Linked DNA regions of Callithrix jacchus: region 2 is linked to region 1. Evidence: chromatin contacts called from public Hi-C data. All regions are on one chromosome and are shown on one strand. The core of a region is the stretch at or near the end of the contact, and the rest is flanking DNA. Distances in the headings are between cores, read along the strand shown. Region 1 holds the start of NDUFC1 (NADH:ubiquinone oxidoreductase subunit C1). Region 2 overlaps NOCT (nocturnin).

Region 1 (2,916 bases), core at 200-2,699:
ATAATTTAACTTTAAAAAATAATTTTATCTCTAGAGAGGCAGTGTTTCACAGTGGTCTACGGGATACTGTGGCTTCTGAAGTCAGGAGAACTGAGTTCAGCAAATTAATTTCTCCAAGTGTGTTTCTTATCTGTAACGGGTCAACAATAGTAGGTACCACATAGTGTTGTTGAAATGATTAAATACAAGTTTATGTGTGAAGCATGTGACGTGAAAAAATTTTTAAAAAGGTCACTACATGCTAAGTACAATTTCCAACAGAGTATTTAAACAAACATTGATTAAAACCTAATGTTTTGGAAGTCTACTGGGATTCAATTTGTACACTTGCACACCGCTGGTTTGTACAACTTTGTACAGCATCTGAAAAAGTTGCCTTCATAGAACTCCAATCAGCCTCAATTCTCATTAATAAAGTATAATTACTATTTAGTAAAACTGCTATTCCTTACAAAATCATGTTAAGAAACAGTAACAGAAATTTCAGTCCCATCACACTTTTTCAATGTTGCCGAAATCTTAATTTCTTTTTAGTCCTTGGGATTTTCCTTACGGATAATTATGTTATCAGCGATTATATAAATATCCTCCTGCTAGTAGAGTTTCACTGCCATACAACGTAACAGCACCAATCTCGCAATGCTATCTCATTCTCCTACTATGTTGGCATAGTCTCACGACATCCGGTAGTAAAGTACTTACATAGACCCACAAGAAGACGCTGGTGCCCACGGACAACCCAACTTTCAGCCAGTCAGGTTTGGCATTCGGAGGGTCTCGAACGTAGAACTTCGACCGCGCTGAAGCTGAAAGGGCAGAGTGTCTGTAAATCTGTAATTTACTGCCTTGTAGGGAAAAAACCCTAATATCTATGGGCGTATTATCGCGTTTAACTCTCCGTTCAACTCACCCATCACCCACTTAAACAGCCAAGGAAATAGAGGTTCAGAGAGGTCAAGTAACTCGCCTAGGGCCACTGGCAGAATTAGACAGGTCGCACCAGTCCTGCCCGACGCCTTCAAAGCCTCGTTTAAGGGCTTGCAGACCCTCAGACGACTCCGGAGTGCGCTAGGGGGCGCCCCGGGGAGGGTGTCTCCTCTCCCTGTCTACGGGACCGAACGTGCAGAGCTGGGAAAGGCAGGGACCCAAAGTCCATTTACAAAGGCCAAGAGTGGTCAGGTCGCACTTGGATAAGTGCACGAGGCAGGTGATGGGAAGTAGGCCTGGGCAGCTGGCAGCCGAAGGTCACTGCAGGACGAGCCCGGGCCGCTGCCGCGTCCTGCACCCGCGGGCTGGGTCCGTCTTAGGAGGGTTAATCTGAGGGTCGAGTTGGCCTGCAAGAGGAGGGACACTCACAGCGGCTCGGGAGCTTGGCAGGGGCCAGCAGCCGGGAGAAGGGACGCAGCAACGCAGACAGCGCCATCTTAAGTCGCCGGCCTTGGTCTCTCCGGGAGTCGGCGTCAGAACCAGCGCCGCCTGGCGGGCGGAAGTGCGGGACTCGGGGGCTCTGCAGCCAAGCTTCGTCGGGGTGTCAACTGGAATCCCAGTACGGCAAGGTTCCCCAGCACCCCGGCCTCAGCCTTCTGTCTAAAAAGTGGAATTAGGAAGAATGTAATTAAAAGAAAAGGAAAGTTTACCTATCCTCTGTCCTCTGGGGTTTTTTCATCCCATCTCTAAGGCTACTCATCAAGAGGTTTATTAAAATTTTCCTAATGAGCCAGAAAAAGAAAATGAAGTGTCGTGCTGAATAATAACTAGAGTTTGGATTGAATTCTGTGGTCCAGGCACGGTGCATTAATGTATCATATGGTTTATAGTCATTGTCTTATTTCATCTTCACAACGAGCGCATATCATGCCATGATTATTAGCCTCAATTTACAGATGAAGGTCAAAGAAGACAGCTACTCACCCAAGATGACATATATTTTATAGTTGAAAATCTCGTAACACTTACCATTTACACTCACGATCATAATGAAGCTTCACAAACCTGTGAAGTAGAATTTCCGTATTTTAGAAGTGAAAGTGCCTTGGAGAGGCTCAAGATCACACGGCTGGCAGAGGAGAGATACAGTTTGAGGTCTTCTGACCCCAGATCTAGTGATCCTCGTGAGTCACCTAACAGACTTGGGCAACCCTAGACCATAAGATGTAGATCAGCGTTCAAAGCCATTCTGCTTACCACTTTTTAGCTCTACGATTTCTAGGCAAATTACTTAACCTCTCTTTACCTAAATTTTACAACTGTAACATAAACCTTATAGGGTTGTTGAGAAGCTTAGATAAGTGTCTGGTAGTCGTAAACAATTTATTTGGTTTTGCCTATTAAAGACATTGTTTTGAGGAAGAGGTTTTATCTTGCACAACTGAGCCAGATCTTTGTGCATTCAATTCAGTTCAATCTGATGTCTAAAGACCAGTAAAAATATGTACAGGCAACAGACCAATATATTTTGACCCTTTAAAGATAATCCTTATGTCATTTAGGTTAACTTTAAAACCAAAATAAATGTTAGCAAATCTCCTATATTCTTTTCAGCAGTGTTATTTTAAAATCTTTTTTTAAACCAAAAATTACTGACCAAAAAGTCAATTAATTGCACTGTGTTTTTTGGCTCATTTTAACATTGCTAAACTGTGAGTCACTTTAGTCTGTAACCTCGATTGAGCCTCCTGGATTCAAGCTCAAGCAAGTAAAGTAAACTGCCTAACGCTGAGCCAGTTGTTGGTTCTCAACTTATTGGCTTCTTGTCCACTCAGCAACCTGTCAGTTGAATATCCTTTCTACACCACCCTTTGGAAGCTTGTCCTGACGAAGCTTTTGCCAGTATCCAACAAGTTGAAACAGATGCCACATTTGGTCAGAGTATAAGAACCAGTAAGCAAATTACTAATTTCAGTACTGCTGTTGGGA
Region 2 (2,916 bases), core at 251-2,750, 280 kb before region 1:
ATCTCTGGTAATGCCACGTGGATCGTGACACTGCTTTGTACACTCTGTGCTGTGTCAGTGTGTGTGATGTGATGGCAGTGACGTTGGCAGATGGAGGAGATGTAACTTGACCTCTGTTTCTTCCTGGCGTGCAGAATGGGCTGCTGTGTGTGCCTGGGACCAGGCAGGACAGCTGCATTGCAGGTGCCCTGATGCGGTGTCAGCATGGCTAGAGGCTGATGAGCAGCAGTCCAAAGTGCAGGTACCTTTCTCTAGGGCCAGCCCCCTTACTAGTTGTGCAATCTAGAGAAACCTGTGGAGTTAGCTGATCCATGCCTGGAAAGTGGTGAATATGATACCTACTTCACCAGATTTGGGACAGAATAATGAAAATATATGGAAGCAGGCTGGTACATTATCTCTAATGTTAATAATGGCCTTTTTTTTTTGAGATGGAATTTTGCTCCTGTTGCCCAGGCCGGAGGGCAATGGCACAATCTCAGCTTACCGCAACCTCCGCATCCAGTGTTCAGGTGATTCTCATGCCTCAGCCTCCCGAGTAGCTGAGATTTCAGGCATCTGCCACCACACCCAGCTAAATTTTTTTGTATTCTTAGTAGAGATGGGATTTCGCCATGTTGGCCAGACTGGTCTCGAACTCCTGACCTCAGGTGATCCACCTTGGCCTCCCAAAGTGCTGAGATTACAGGCATGAGCCACCATACGCCTGGCCTAGAGTTATGTTGAATGGTGACTTAGGACACTCACACTTCTGAACCTTAATGTTCTTATCTATAAAGTGGTGTAAATAATGGCCAAGGGGTTCTTGAGCAGGTAACTGATTACAGCATGTAAAAATGATTGGTGTACCATTAAATGCTCCACCAATGAAAGTTGTTCCTCTGTCAGCGTTTCACAGAATTTCTTGGACAAGCTGGATCCTGGGGGAAGTTATAAATAAGGGAAACAGTCCCTGTCCTTAGGAGGCTTAAAGTCTCGTGAGTAAAGAACCGAGATTGTAGTTCAAATATCCAAGGATACCCTAAGTAGGAAAAATGGACCAGGTGTAAGGAAAAGAGCCATTGGTTGATCCATAGAGCTAAGCCTGGTGGTTATAAATCCTTATTGATTCCTTCAGTGCATATTAAGTATGTTGTATATCCAACATCCAGGCTGCTTTATATTTGTGATTATCTTGTGTGAATTTTCACTCGCTTCTATTGAAGGTGGCCAGTTATTCTGGAACCTATTCTAAGATGCTAATGAAAATCAGCTACTATTAGCATAGTTTTGTGAGGTGGTTCAACACACATGGCCAGTAGATGGCAGCATTGGATTGCTGTTTCAGCGATACCGTCTTGTGCTGTTTTGGCTTACGGTTTTGTGTGTTGTGTGTGCTTCAAGGTTTCCTGGTGCCTACTCAAGATAATCTGTTTTTAAGCAGCATTTTTACTAGGCCGCCGTTTCAAGATACTAAGCTAAAACTAATTGTGAGAGAAGTAATTAGATGCTGAATGATTTGGGCAAAGCCTAGAACAGGCAATTGCTGGGCGGCTAGAGAAGGAATCCTGTTGGAGCTGTGGAGAGCAGTCCGCCCTGTGTGATTCCTGAGTGCTGTTAGGACAGCCTGGAATGGTGGGCCCAGTCAATATGGGTTTCGACTCTTGCGGTGGTCATCCAACATTCTACTTATTGATGTGCAGATGTTTCATTGCAGCCCGACTGTTTTCCTTATGTATGGAAAACTCTCAGGAACTTGAATTGTGATCTGCCTAGATTGCCTTAGAAGTGTGTAGTAATTGGTAGTATTAAGGGCATACATATATTCAAATATATTTGTGATTAGCCCTCTTGTGGGAGTTTTCTGGGTTTTTTTCTGGGTTTTTCTGGGTTTTTTGAGATGGATTTTTGCACTTGTAGCCCATGCTGGAGTGCAGTGGTGCAATCTTGGCTCCCTGCAACCTCTGCCTCCATGAGGGGAAGAGATAGGTGCCCCCTCAATCTTCAGTCTTTTTTAGTTTACAAATATAAATAAATAGGCTTACTACATTACAGTCCCTAGGTGGTTCCTTTTTTTTTTTTTTTTTTTGAGACAGAGTCTTGTCTTGTCACCCAGGCTTGAGTGCAGTGGCACGATCTTGGCTCATTGCAACCTCCGCCTCCCAGTTAAAGTGATTCTCCTGGCTCAGCCTCTCAAGTAGCTGGCACTACATACAGGCGCACGCCACCACGCCCAGCTGATTTTTGTATTTTTAGTTGAGATGGAGTTTCACCATGTTGGTCAGCTGGTCTCAAACTCCTGACCTGATGATCCACCCACGCCCAAAGTGCTGGGATTACAAGCCTGAGCCACTGTGCCCAGCCCCTAGGTGGTTCTTAGTAAGCCTTGGCACTGTACTGTAAGTATACAAATAATATGCAAAGTCCATATAGTATTTATTTTGTTATTAATCCTCTTAGCCCTGGTTTGTTTGCTGTTGTGCTGTTGTTAAGGTCTTGCTGTGTCACCCAGGCTGGAGTGCAGTGGCGTGTTCATAGCTCACTGCAGTTTTGAATGCCTGGGCTCAAGTGATCCTCCTCAGCCCCGCAAGTAGCGGGGACTATAGGTGCAGCCATCACACCCAGCTAATTTTTGTATTTTTTGTAGAGACAGGCTTTCACCATGTTGCCCAGGCTGGTCTCAAACTCCTTGGCATAAGCGATCTTGCCACCTCAGCCTCCCAAAGTGCTGGGATTACAGGCGTAAGCCATGGTGCCCAGCTCATGTTCTGCTTCTCATTTTACATGGCTTTTGCAGATTTTCCAAATCTCAATCCTTTGATCTCCTTTCTCTCTAACTCAATTCAGTGTTTTCTGTGCATTAACATCTCCCAATGTTTGTTTCCACGTTGTAACTCTCTCCTGAATGTCAGTCATGGAATTGTTGAACTCCTATTT

Evidence for each region. A called contact is a pair of places that touch in the nucleus more often than the background predicts.
Region 2: a contact with region 1 is called in a Hi-C map of skeletal muscle, with 5 times the contacts expected there. The contact joins the enhancer-like site here to the promoter of NDUFC1 in region 1. A contact is called at or near these places in 2 of 3 Hi-C or Micro-C datasets (both in skeletal muscle).

What each region holds. Positions count from the first base shown.
Region 1 is chr3:57,693,693-57,696,608 of calJac240_pri, reverse strand. NDUFC1 (NADH:ubiquinone oxidoreductase subunit C1) reads right to left here and starts at 1,449. Exons shown (of 4, transcript XM_002745347.6): 1 at 1,357-1,449; 2 at 703-806. The coding sequence starts at 1,423.
Region 2 is chr3:57,974,250-57,977,165 of calJac240_pri, reverse strand. All of the region lies in intron 1 of NOCT (nocturnin), which reads left to right. Among named protein-coding and RNA genes, the nearest start is that of NOCT, 11 kb to the left of the region's middle. Within about 2 kb of position 1,500, at least 2 of the 16 cell types and tissues checked have an H3K27ac peak or open chromatin away from gene starts, as enhancers often do. A contact at or near this core is called in skeletal muscle, where this site is marked.